2 separate regions of the Mus musculus genome follow, and region 2 is linked to region 1. Evidence: chromatin contacts called from public ChIA-PET data. All regions are on one chromosome and are shown on one strand. Each heading gives the region's core, a stretch centred on a gene start, on an enhancer-like site or on the middle of the called end of the contact. The rest is flanking DNA. Distances are from core to core; before and after follow the strand shown.

The links. ChIA-PET counts read pairs in DNA pulled down with a chosen protein or histone mark.
Region 2: an RNA polymerase II ChIA-PET map of memory CD8 T cells shows a contact between it and region 1, with 6 read pairs. The contact joins two enhancer-like sites. A contact is called at or near these places in 1 of 115 datasets of contacts at active chromatin or transcription factors (memory CD8 T cells) and 2 of 9 other capture datasets (adipose tissue and pancreatic islet).

What each region holds. Positions count from the first base shown.
Region 1 is chr16:33,196,362-33,202,638 of GRCm38.p6, forward strand. All of the region lies in intron 2 of Osbpl11 (oxysterol binding protein-like 11), which reads left to right. Among named protein-coding and RNA genes, the nearest start is that of Osbpl11, 14 kb to the left of the region's middle. Within about 2 kb of position 3,645, at least 20 of the 459 cell types and tissues checked have an H3K27ac peak or open chromatin away from gene starts, as enhancers often do. A contact at or near this core is called in memory CD8 T cells, where this site is marked.
Region 2 is chr16:33,402,494-33,409,280 of GRCm38.p6, forward strand. The region is part of intron 1 of Zfp148 (zinc finger protein 148); the gene reads left to right. Among named protein-coding and RNA genes, the nearest start is that of Zfp148, 25 kb to the left of the region's middle. Within about 2 kb of position 1,663, at least 21 of the 459 cell types and tissues checked have an H3K27ac peak or open chromatin away from gene starts, as enhancers often do. A contact at or near this core is called in memory CD8 T cells, where this site is marked.

The DNA of each region.
Region 1 (6,277 bases), core at 2,395-4,894:
GCTCACCTGCCACGTGCTGCTGCTGTGTGCAGAGGTGAGGCTCTTAGTGGGGAGAGTGGGCATTTCTGCTTGATTCTCAGGCTGTGGCCTTGGAGGGTTAGTAAGCAGCCCACAGCCACATAGGCAGTTGGTGAGTAGGGAAGCCAGCTGTGCTAAGTACACTGTAGACTTAATAGTTGCAGGGCAAGGGTATTAAGGTTTTACTTTTTAAATTGACATTAAATAATACGATTTAAGTCATCTAACTCAGTGTAATTAAATATGTTCACCATTTTGTACAACTGTGCGAACTGCCGATCTCCAGACCCTTCCTCATCGTCTTGAAACTACATATCTTTCATATACTAGCCTCCTCCTCCAGCCTCCTTCTGTTATATAGTCTCTGGACTTTACCCCTCCTTATGCCTCGTGCCCAGGGAACATACGCTGTGTGACCTCTTGTGACTTTTTTATTTCACTCTGCATAGGGTTCAGATTCACATCATAACTTTGGTGGGGGTGTGATTTGTTTGTTTTGTGTAGCCTTGGTTGTCCTAGAATTCAGAGATCTGCCTGCCTTTGTCTCTTGGGTGCTGGGATTAAAGTCATGTGCCACACCACCTAGCTCTTTGGTGTTGTTTTTTCTCACTTTATTTTTATATTTATATATATGGATGTGTCCGAGAGTATACCTCTGTGTGCCTGAGTGTCACAGACAGTGTGGAGATCAGGGTCAGTTCTGTTTCCATCATGTGGTTCCTAGGGATTGAACTGTCTTCAGGCATGACAATATTCCTTCATCCACTGAGCCATTTTGTTGGTCCATTTTTTAAAATTACATTGTGTGTGTGTGTGTGTGTGTGTGTGTGTGTGTGTGTGTCAGAGGAAATCTTACAGGAATAAGTTTTTACTTTTCATCATTCAGGTCCTGGGATTTAACTCAGGGCATCAGGCTGGCAGAAGTACCTTCACCCAATAAACCATTTCCTTGATCCACATCATTATTTAAAGGCCAGTAATATTCCAGCATTTGTATTTCTTATTTATCTATCCCTATATTGATGGACAATGGGTTTTTCTTCTTTTGGCAATTGTAAATAAGGCTTTGCTGTGAATGTTGTGCCAGTATCTGTTCAAGTCTCTACATTTTTGTGTCTATGTCAGGAAGTAGAACTAATAGATAATACAGTGGTTTTTTTTTGGTGTTTACTTTTTTATTTTTGGTTTTAAAGAAATAAACTGCTGCTAGGCATGGTGGCACACATCTTTAACACCAACACTTGGGAGGCAGAGGCCAACCTGGTCTATGTAGTAAGTTCCAGGACAGCCAGGCTACATAAAGAGACCCTGTCTCAAAAAAAAAAGAAAGAAAGAAAGAAAGAAAATAATAATAATAAAATAAAATTAAATAAAATGAATTAAATAACTTTTTAAATTAAATAAATAGATGAACTCTCTCCATGTGGCCCAGGATGAGCCCAAGCTCTTAAACCCCAAATAATTCTTCTGGCCTTAGTATCTGGAGTCGGTCGCTAGGACTATAGACATGTGTACTTTTGCCTATTTCTATCCTTTTATTCTAACCAGCAAAAGTTTGTGCACAGGGTTCTTATTTCTCTGCACCCCCCTTACCTCTCAGGGTCCTCATTTTTCCCCCTCTCAATGCTGGGGTACAGGCATACACAGCCATGCCAGACACTTATGTGGGTGACAGTGACTTGGACTCAGGTCCTTGTGCTTGGAAGTACATGCTCTCACTCACTGAACCATCTCCCAGCCCTCAGTTATTCTTTAAAGTAATAAAACTAAAATTCATAAACAACTAATTTTGAGTCCAAAGTCTATTTTTATAGACAGATTATTTTCACAGAACCATGTATTATGCTGTTTATAATTCGCATGCGTTTGGAGATTCTGCAACCATGATGGGGTAACACGAGTTGTGTTTTTCTTCCTACCTCAAAACAACACAACCAGAAATAATACATGAAAGAATTTCTTTCTTTTTGAAAGAATGTTTTTCATACACTGTAAAGAATAACAGAAATGCCCATGGAAAATAGGAGTTTTTAAAAAGAAGCCATGGCGCATACATTCCCACCCTCCCACCAGACATACACACAAATCATACAAATAAGGACAAAACCATTTCTTTTTTTTTTTTTTTTATTCTTTTTCTTTTTTTTTTGGTTTTTTGAGACAGGGTTTTTCTGTAGCCCTGGCTGTCCTGGAACTCACTCTGTAGACCAGGCTGGCCTCGAACTCAGAAATCCGCCTGCCTCTGCCTCCCGAGTGCTGGGATTAAAGGCGTGCGCCACCACGCCCGGCTCATTTCTTAAAAAGAACAAAAACGCCTTCACATTGCATTTCTGACCGCTGTGTTGGAGGTCGTGAAGCACTGCATAAACAGATTAGCTCTTGAGTGTGGGATGGAGAGGTTGAAGGATGAGATGGGAATGGAGGGATTAAGACGCTGTTGAGAAGCCAGAGGCTTAGGGAGCTCTGTGGCTTGCCAAGCTACCTCTTCTGTGCATTGCAAAAAGATTCTCAAGGGACAAAAGCATTCGGCCTTTGCCATCTATTCAAGGCAGTGTCCTTCCCTCTAAGTCATTTCTATTTTGACCAAAAGCAGCTTTGAGCAGGCTGGAAATACCTACCTAGCATGAGTGTGCTCTAGAAAGTATTGCTTGATGACTGCTAAGATAGCTCAGTTGACAGGCCAGCAGGAAGGCTCAGGGGCACCCACATGGAGGGAGGAAAAGACTCCTGCAAGCTGTCTTCTGACCTCTACAAATGCACCATGGCACAGTCGTGCATACACCACATACATGAATGGATGTAATACAAAAAAGATGGCTCAGTTGGCAAATCACTTGCCAGCCACATAGGCTTGAGGACCCAAGTTTGATCCTCTAAGCCTATGTTTAAAAGCCAGGCATGGTGGCTCACACTTGTAATACCATCACTGGGCAGCCATCTAAAATGGAGAGTTCCAGGCCATTTTGAGATCCTGTCTCAAAAATAAGGTGGATAGCATTCTTGAGAAATGATACCCGAGGTTGTCTCTAGCCTAGCCTGCAAACAGTTTACACGAAACAGTTAATAACTTGAGCTGGGCATGGTGCTATATGTCTAATTGCAGCACCCAGGACTGAGGTGGAGGATCAGGTGTTTAGAACTGTCCACAGCTACGGAGGGAGTCGGAGGCCAGTGAGGAGTGGCCCTGTCTGTGCTCTTTCGCCTCCACCCTACCCCCGAAAGAATGGCTGGCTCCGGAATAGTTTCCTGACCCCACTTGCTTTCAGTTTGGACTCTAGACCTTGAAGGCATCTCAGGATCTATGCATGGCTTCTGGAAGCCTCTGGAAGGTCGGAGCAGAGGAGCACGCAGCTGTCTTCCTGTTAGAGCCATCACTAGTGTTTGTTTGTTTCTGAGTTAGAATACCGTTGTGTGTGGTGAGGTTTAAGGAGTGGATGCCCCTGAAGCATGACATAGTTACTTCTTCAAACTAGCGGTCTTTCACTCTGCAGTTGTAAAGGCAAACAAACCAAACCCACAGCACCTTGCCGTATCTCCCTTTAACAAGAATGGTGAGTGTTGTGCAGAATGTTAACCTCCAGTGGACTCAGCCCTGACTCAGACCTGTCTAGTGTATCGCGCAGGCCAGCCTGCTAGGACATACCTAGATGAAGAGTCTAGTGCCTTTGAAGAAGTTGGCTGGCTTTCCCTCCCTCACTGTGTGGGCCATCTTTCTCTAGTCTGTACACTTCTTTTTCCTCCTGCTACAGGGGCCTTGAACCACAGGCCTTGCATGTGCTAAGGAAGTTCTGCACTGAGCTGTCTCTTTAGCCTTTGTCTATTTTTAATTTTGAAGTTTTATCTCAGTAAGTTGCCTAGACAGGCCTTAAATTTGGAATCTGCCTCGGCCTTCTAAATGCTAGGATTATGGCCAAAGAACCAACACACTTGGCTTGGATGATTTTTTTTTTCTTCAATATAATATTTCTATTGATTCTTTGGGAATTTCACATCATATGCCCGATTACACTCGCTTCCTAGTCCTTCCAAGGGAGTGTCCCCACTTCTCTCATTGCACCACTAACAAAACAACGAAGCAAACCCAAAACAGACAAACCAAAAAAAAAAAACAACCAAGTCCATTTCGTGTTACCTGTATACTCACTGGTACATGGTCAAACTCTCAGTGGCCTGCCTCTCAAATAGAACTGAGTCATTTGCTTCCCGAGTCCCCACCAGAGCCGTCAGGTGTGGAGAGCTGACGTCATCGTCCTTATCACACTTTTTTTAAAAAACAGTTTTAGAGCTTTATTGTAGAAAGGCAGGGAGAAAGAGAGAAGATAGAAAGACAGAGAAACCTGCCATGGCCACGTGGAGAGGGGAGAAGGGAGAGAGAGAAGCAAGGCTAGAGATGAGAGTAAAAGTGAGAGTTTAAGAGCCCTTATCACACTTGTAAGACTTCTCTTCGATGGCTTCCTGTTTAGACTGTTACTTTTTGGGGGGTTGGGGTGGTGAAGGGGAAGGAGTCGTCAGGGAAGCCTTCTTCTGTGTTCTTTTCTCAACTGTGCGTGTGCAGTTATCAGTGTCACTGCCAAGGTAGACTCCTTGCTCTTTACAGTCAGCGGGAACACAAATCATGGACTTCCACATAGTTTTTGGTGACAGCTCTGACCATGAACATGGCCCTTGCCTGCAATAGGACCATGGACTCAGACAAGTTCCTCAGAGGCCCTGACCACAGACATCAAACATGGTCTCCAGTGGCTGTATAGACAATTCACACCAACATACAACCTGTGCACATCAGCATGGTCTCAGGCTGTAGCACTGACCACAGATAGCTGCTTGGCCTTCAGTGGTAAAAGGGGCCACAGACATCAGCACAGACCCCGGCCTTAATAAGACCACAGATCATTGGTGGTCTTTGGTGGCAGCATGGGACCTGACATCACCATGGCTTCAAGTGGCAGTACAAGCCACTCAATGACACCTCAACTACAGCACAGCCCACAGACATCAACTTGGACAGGCCCTGGCTGCCACAGGGCTGCTGACCCTCACACAGGCCTCAGTGGCACCATGGGCTACACTGGTCCTGGGAAGAGATCCAGGACATGAAGTGAACTGTTCCTCATTCCGGGCCTACATTATTGCTGTCACTCCCAAGGTCAGACTCCGTGTTGAGGACCTGAGGGCTAAGTCTACTGTGTAAGCTGCAGGCTACTACTGCATACCATCCTGTGACTCCACTGGGCAGTGACATGTTCCCCTGGTGACCTCAGCTCTCACACCTGTCACTACCCTGATGACTCCAGTTCCACCTCTCTCCACAGCTTCTTGGTCACATATTGTTTCTTCCTAGTGTTGCTGGTTGGCCTGGGCATCATGAGCATGGGCAGGGGTGGGCTTCTGGTTGGCTAAGGTGGCTCCCTTTTTTTTTTTTTAGTGGAAGATTCATATAGACATTTTATAAAAACAGGTTTAGAAACTTAAGATCATATTAATGGCTGCTTGTGGGACAGTGGAGCTTGCCAGGAAACTGTACGGTAGAGTAGGTCTGAGTCCCCGGAAACTCAGGTACACACCTGAGATGGCAGGCGGCTCCCTGCTCCCTGCCAGACTCCTGGCCTGGAACACATGCTACACTTCCCACATAAGGAAACTTGAGGTCATGTAGGCCCAGAACAGAGTTGTCCATGCTAATGAGGTAACCTAGAGGTCTGAGGGTTTAGCCAATATCTCCCCTTCCCAGACATTCTTTTCAACAGAAAGGTATTTAATCTCTGGTCCACCCTGAGAAGTTGGTATATATCTATTTTCTACGAGTTAATAAGCAATATGGATAGACATGGATTGTCTGTTTCATCAAGAAATGCTGTGGGGGTGCATAGATAAGGCCTCCGCCTGTAGAGCCTCAACCTAAGCTTCTTGTGGAAGGCCTCTGCGCTTCCAGACAGCCTCCAGACAACTTCCACCAAGCTAAGGACAATCACTGATGAGCTAAACTGGAGCTCCCATTCCCCCCAGACCTGGCCTAGACACCATCCTCAGCCTGCAGGCCCCCAACTCCGCTCCCAGCTCCTTGGGACTCAGCGATGCCTAGATGCCCAGGAGTTTGGGAGTCCTAGTCCAGGTCTTACTGTGGGCCCAGGGACTGTCATGCTTATTTCCCAACTTCTCTGTGCAGCTCTCCAGCAGTGACAGGAGGCCTAGAAGTCAGAGAATCCCAACATCTTAGATTGTGTCTTTCCACCCCTGGAGAGTGGTCTCAGCACTTCCC
Region 2 (6,787 bases), core at 413-2,912, 200 kb after region 1:
TGGAACTAACTCAGTAGACCAGATTGGCCTTGAACTCAGAGAGATCCTCTTGCCTCTACCTCCCAAGGGTGGATTAAAAGGTATGTGCCACCAATGTCTGGCTCATAAATTGTATATTTAGTGAATTGTTTTCATATTATGTAAGCAGTGTATTGTTAGAGGAAGAAGTATCAATAGGCTTCTCTTTATGTTAAATCCTCTCCATGGTGATGCTGTTTAAAAATACTCTCAACCAAATCAAACCAAATCAAACCAAACCAAACCAAACCAAATCAAACCAAACCAAACCAAACCAAACCAAACCAAACACACTTACACGCACGCACAGAGAGTAAAAGGGCAAAATACAAGTTATTAGCTAAGCCTGCTGAAAATCATTTTGTATTTCTTTATTTTTAAAGTTTAATTATTGTGTAAATGTACATGATGTGTGTGTGGGGTCTGAGGACAGCTTTGTGGAGTCAGTCCTCTCCTGCCTGGTTAGAAGGGGTTGAGTTTAGGCTGTTGGGGTTTACAGGAAATGCCTTTACCCACTGAGCCCAGAAATCATTCTATAGAATCACGTTGATTTTTCAGAATTGAAATGCATGTTAGCAAAGAAAAACAAGAGAAACTCTTGTTAATACTTTGGTTTATAGATGAAATGGCTTTCTTACATTTTTATTAATGTTGTAGACAAATTTAAATAGAGGAAAGAAAGCAAAGTCTTAGAAACTCTACAATTAGCAGTTGTTGGCCATTCTTGTTTCATCTAGACTTCCACCTATTCTGTTTCCTGCCTCTTCCTTATGTATTTCTTTAAGATTTTCTTTACTTGTGTGCATATGTGCATCTTGGGAGTATGTGCACATGCTTGTGTGTGAGCAGAGGCTGGAAGACTGTGTCAGACCCTTTAGAGCTGGAGTTGGCAGGCATTTGTGTTATTACATAGATGCTGGGATCTGAACTCCAGCTCTCGTGGGCTTTGTAGCAAACACTTAACTGCTGACTCATCTCCTACCTTTCCTCTCAGTATTTTGTTTATTTACTTGAAAGAGAAGAGGGTAGAGGGAGAGAATGTATGTGTGTGTATATCTGTCTGTCTATGTCCATGCGTGCATGCACCCATTGCCCTGGCTTACCTGTTGAGGTCAAATGACAGCTTGTAGGAGTTCAATCTTGCCCTCTACCTACCATGTGGGTTCCGAGGAGCAAAGTCTCAGGCCCCTAGGGTTGGCAGCAAGTGCATTTTACTTGCCAAACCTGCTGGCCCCACAACTCTTGCTATTTTTAGGATAACTTTATTTTGAAAAAATTATAGGAAGTGGCTATGCAACAGGGTGTGGTGGTTCACACCTGTAATTCCAGCCGGCAGGAAAACAAACATATTTCTCTGACTTTGAGGGCAGCCTCGTTTATATAGTAATATCCAGGCCAGGTAGGGCTACAAAATCAGACTCTGTCTCAAAAATAAAACAAAACCAGAAAGACTGCTGTGCTTCCTTCATGATGTAAGTTACCAAACCCAGAAATCGACAGTGGGACTTTCCCCTTAATAAGAATACTAAGTTTGTAGTTTTATTTGTTTGTTTAAAATTTTTTTAGACCTACACTGCTTGTGTATGTATAATTTTGTGCCGTTTTTTCTCATGTAGAAAGGTATGTAGTCACTACATTGAAGATATAAAACTTGAGTCACAACAAAGGCCACCCCTCTTGCCACACCCTAAGATTGTCCCTTCACAATGTGGCTCCCTGACTCCTGGCATCCTGCCCCCCTAGCTCTGTGGGTTCCATTTCCTTGGTATGTAGTGTAAGTTAAAGAAAGACACTTGGTGTAACCTTTCCCCAGTGAGAGCTTGTTTGTGGTGTATGTGTGTGTGTGTCCGTGCTGAGGCCAGAGGGAGGACTAGCATTCTTGTTGCTCTTTGTCCCATTTCAGTGAGACAGGGTCTCCTGCTGAACCTGCAGCAAGGCTAGCGGCCTGCAGTCCTTTCTTCACCCCTCACAGGGCCCGGATTACAGAACACCTGGCTTTTTATGTGAACTCTGGAGATTTGAACTCAGGTCTTTGTGTTTACAGAGCCAGTGCCCTTATCTACTGAGCCATCCCTGAGCCCTGAGGGATGTTTAGTGTTTTCCATTGTAAACCAAGGGCTAGTGCAAATTTGTACAGGCAATATGAGGATTTTCTTAAAAAAAGATTTATTTATTATATGTAAGTACACTGTAGCTGTCTTCAAACACATCAGAAGAGGGAGTCAGATCTCGTTAAGGATGGTTGTGAGCCACCATGTGGTTGCTGGGATTTGAATTCAGGACCTTTGGAAGAGCAGTCAGTGCTCTTAACCGCTGAGCCATCTCCCCAGCCCCCAAAATATGAGGATTTTATGTAAATAAAAGCTCCCCCCTTTTCTGAAATAGGTGTTCAATGGCAAAATTGCTGAGTTGTGTGCTAAGTGTGTATTTAGTTACTTGCTGTGATGGCTAATGGTTTTAATCATCTTTTTATGTTTTTATTCTCTTCAGATTTTTTGTGTGTGTGTGTGTGAAATGCTTGATATCTTTTGTTGCATCAGGATAATTTGCTTATTTGCTATTGAGTTTTGAGAATTCTTTATAGAATAGTTTCTACTTAAGACCTTTTGTTTGTTTTGTTTTTGTTTTTGGAGACTGGGTTTCTCTATGTAGCCCTGGAACTTATAGACCAAGCTGACCTTGAACTCTTAGAGACTCACCTGAACGCCTGGCTTAAAGGTGCAAGTCACCACCTGTCTATTTAAGACTTTTGTTAGATGAGCTTTACGGATACTTTCTTTAAGTCTATAAGCAGAGTAGACTGCTTTTAAAAATGATCTTAGAAATGTCATCTTGACAAGGTCTTTAATTTGGGTATCAGATCTGATTTATTTTCATTCATGGAGGGTAGCACACCTCTGGTGCCAAGGTCTGTAGTCCTTTGCTTCAGTTCTCAAGAAGTTCTTTGTATCATATTTAAATTCATGATCCCTTCTGACTTTGAGACATGGTTGTATGGCTTAGAGGTTGGTTTTGTTTGGCTTCTAGGTGTCTAGTCACAACACCTTAGTTCCTCAGTTATCCTTTCTCAGTCGAACTGTTTTTGCTTCTTTGTCAAAATCTGTTGCAATGTGTGTGTTCATGTTGGAGCTCTGATCTGCTCAGTGATCTGTGTGTCCTCTGTCTTCAGGACCTTGCTTACGGTGTGCTCCTGAAGGCTGGCAGGGCTCCTGGTACTTTGTTCTGGGTCAAGACTATTGCAGCTTCTCTGGCACTTTTGCCTTTTCATATAAAGTTTAGAATTTCATAATATGTGTGAACAATACCTCGACAAGAGCTTGGTAGGAATTCATTAAGCTCGGTTTAGCATAGATTGCTTTATTATGTAGACTTTTAATCCGTGACCAGGAGCTTTATAGAAATTTTACCAAGTTTGTGGTTCAGTTTGGGATGAATTTACTTTTTTATGTAGACTTTCTTTTTTGTTTTTGTTTTGTTGTTGTTGTTTGTTTGTTTGTTTTTGAGACAGGACTTTGATATTTGGCCCTGGCTGGCCAGGAACTTAATCAGTAGATCTGCCTGCCTTTGCCTCTGGGGGTGGGCTGGAATTAATGGACTGCATCACCACTGCCCTAGCCTATTATGTTAGCGATTCCTGGTTATTTAGATCTATCATTTTTGAAACACATTCTAAGAACCATTGAGTTTTCCTTAAACATATTTGAAGTATTTTTAACATACCATTTAATTCATATACTATAAACAGAGTGATAAAGTTTTTAGAATAACACAGAGCTATGTGGCCATCACTGTAATCAAGTTTAGAATATGTAGCATATAAAATATTTAGAATATTTTCACTATCTTAAAAAGAAACCACCCTTATTTCTGCTTCCTCTTAGTGCCTGGAAATCTACTTCTAGGAGTTTGTCTGTTTTGAACATTATCTATCTATCTATCTATCTATCTATCTATCTATCTATCTATCTATCTAAAATCTACTTCTAGGAGTTTGTTTTGAACATTATCTATCTATCTATCTATCTATCTATCTATCTATCTATCTATCTATCCATCCATCCATCCATCCATCCATCCATCCATCCATCTATCTATCTAGAAGTTGCTGTTACTCTTTCTGCTTCTAGGGATTTGTCTGCCTTGAACATTCTGTCTGTCTGTCTGTTTCTCTCTCTCTCTCTCTCTCTCTCTCTGTAGTCCTGGCTGTCCTGGAACTCACTCTGTAGGCCAGGCTGCACTCAAACTAAGAGATCTTCTGCCTCTCTAGTGCTGGGATTAAAGGCGTGCCACCACTGCCTGGTTGTTTTGAACATTTTAATGGAATCATAAAGTGAATGGATTTCTGTGCCCTGTTTATTATGCTCTTACATGATGTAGGAAATGTCATTAGTTGATTCATTTTTAATGGGTTAGTAGTAACCTATATGAACATACATTTTGTCTATTATCTGATCAGCACTTGGGTTGTTTAGACTTAGGTATTATGAATAATTCTATTTTGAATATATGTGCCTTTTTTTTTTAAGTCTATATCCATTTTTTAAAGTAATTTTTTTTCTTTTTGTGTATGCTGTGTGTGTATGTGCATATTTCATGCTAGTGGGCACATTTGTGGGCTTAGACTCAAGGTTAATATCTGGGATTTTTCTGATTATTCTTCCACCGTAATGTTTGAGGCAAGTTCTCTTAGTCAGATCCAGAGCTCACTAGTGGCATTAGTGAGCTTGCTCTGGGACCCTGTCTCTAGTTGTGGGTTTTGAGGCTGAATTACAAGTGAGCCACCACTCATTTACTCTGGTGGGTTCTGGGGATCTGAGCTCTGTAAGCACTTTGACTACTGAGCTATGCTCCCCATTGTTACCTCTGTAATCCAGGCTAGACCTGGACTCAAGAGATTAAGGGATCCACCACCACACGATGCAGGAAAGTCTTTTTGGTTTTTTGTTTTTTTTAATGGAGACTCTACAGGTTCTCTACAACTACATCCCAAACCCTTGTTTTTGGTGTAAGCCTTCACTTTCAGTTCTCTTGTGTATATGTCTAACAGTAGAATTGCTGAGTATAGCTCTTCAGCGATGTTCATTCAGTTATGAAACTGTAGACTTTTCCAAAGAGGCTTTACTATTTTAATTTTCCATCAGCAGTGTATGAGCTCTTCAGTTTTCCTGTATCTTGCCAATATCACCTGAACCACACCCCCATCACCCATCCCTTGCTCCTTGCTGTATAGTTCAGATTGAATTCAGTTTAAGATCTTATTCCAGCTTCTCTAGTGCTGGGGTCACAGGGACTTACAGACTGGTGTCAGCCATTTTGATTATAGCATTCTTTGTGGGCCGTGAAGTTTAATGATGTGATACTGTAAAATGTGTGTTTGGTCTTTATCTATTTCCTGGCATGTAACTCCTGAAATGCTTGGAATCTCTAATGAGTTTCTTTTGTATTTATTGAGTGTAGTGAGGTTATAACCTCCTAGCTAGCTTGAGGTGGGGACTGGTCATAGGAGAAATCTAGGTATGATTTGGGGGTTCCAAGGAAGGGAAGAACAACGGTTGAAAAGATTTATTCTTGGACAGTGGTATAGTTTATTCTTACTTAGTGAGACCCTATTTTGAATCCCAGAGAATTGAGTTTGGGGAACTATGTGGAGGAAGACCCTACTGCATATTGTGCTGGAGAGAGCTCGTAAGCAAGGCCATTCTTTCCCTCTTCCTTGTGCATATGTGTCTCATTTGAGGTTTAATCACTGTCTTTGAATGCCTTTTGTAGTAAGTCAATGATTCTGTTTTTCTGAGTTCTGTGAAAAGCTCCAGAAAATTAATTGAACCAGAGTGGGGTTCATGGAACCCTGATTAATAGCAGGCTAGTCACTAGACAACAAACCTGGGGTTACATAGATGACATTTAAGGCAAAGCAGCTTATCTCTAGATTTGAGTTGATTTAAAGGTCAGTTTCTTAGAGTTTCTATTGCTATGATGAAACACCATGACCAACATCAACTTGGGGAAGAAAGGACTCTAGGTTACACTCTTTCAACAGGGAAGTCAGGGCAGGAACTCAAGTCAGGAACTGAAACGAGACTTCGGAGGAATGTTGCTTACTGGCTTGCTCCTCACAGCTTGCTCAGCCTGCTTTCTTATATCATCTTGGACCAACTGCCAAGAGGGGCACCCTCCCACATCAGTCATTAATCAAGATAGTACCCTCACAAACTTGTCCCACAGGCTAATCTTATGGAGTCATTTTCCTCAATTAATTAAGATTCCCTTTTCCTAGATATGTTTAGGTTTGTGTCAAGTTGACAGAAACCAACCAGCACAGATGCCCAGCTAGTATCTGTTGCAGAACTTAGAGAGATCCCTCCTTGTACTTGGTGACTGGGGGTCAGAGTCTTTGTGTGTTCTGGATCTCACGCCACGGCTTGCACATATTTCACCTGAACGTTTTTTTTTTTTTTTTCACTTTCTTGATGGCATCTTTGAAGTGCAGTGCTTAAGATTTAAAAAAATCCATAGTATAAGATCTATGCTTTCAAAATTACATTTAGAGTATGAAATTAACTAGAAGCAGTGTTGTAAAGCAGAGTCTAGAAGCTTTTCAGTTTTAAGCACTGAAATTTTAGATCTGTGCAGCATAGCTCCTTGTTTTTACTTCCTCGTCCCCTGTCAGCCTGCGTGCATACTGCCTTTCTCCTGTGGTTGCTTTAGATCCCTCATATGGTGGAATCACACACTGTCTGACCATCTGTGACTGACTTAGTTTACTTAG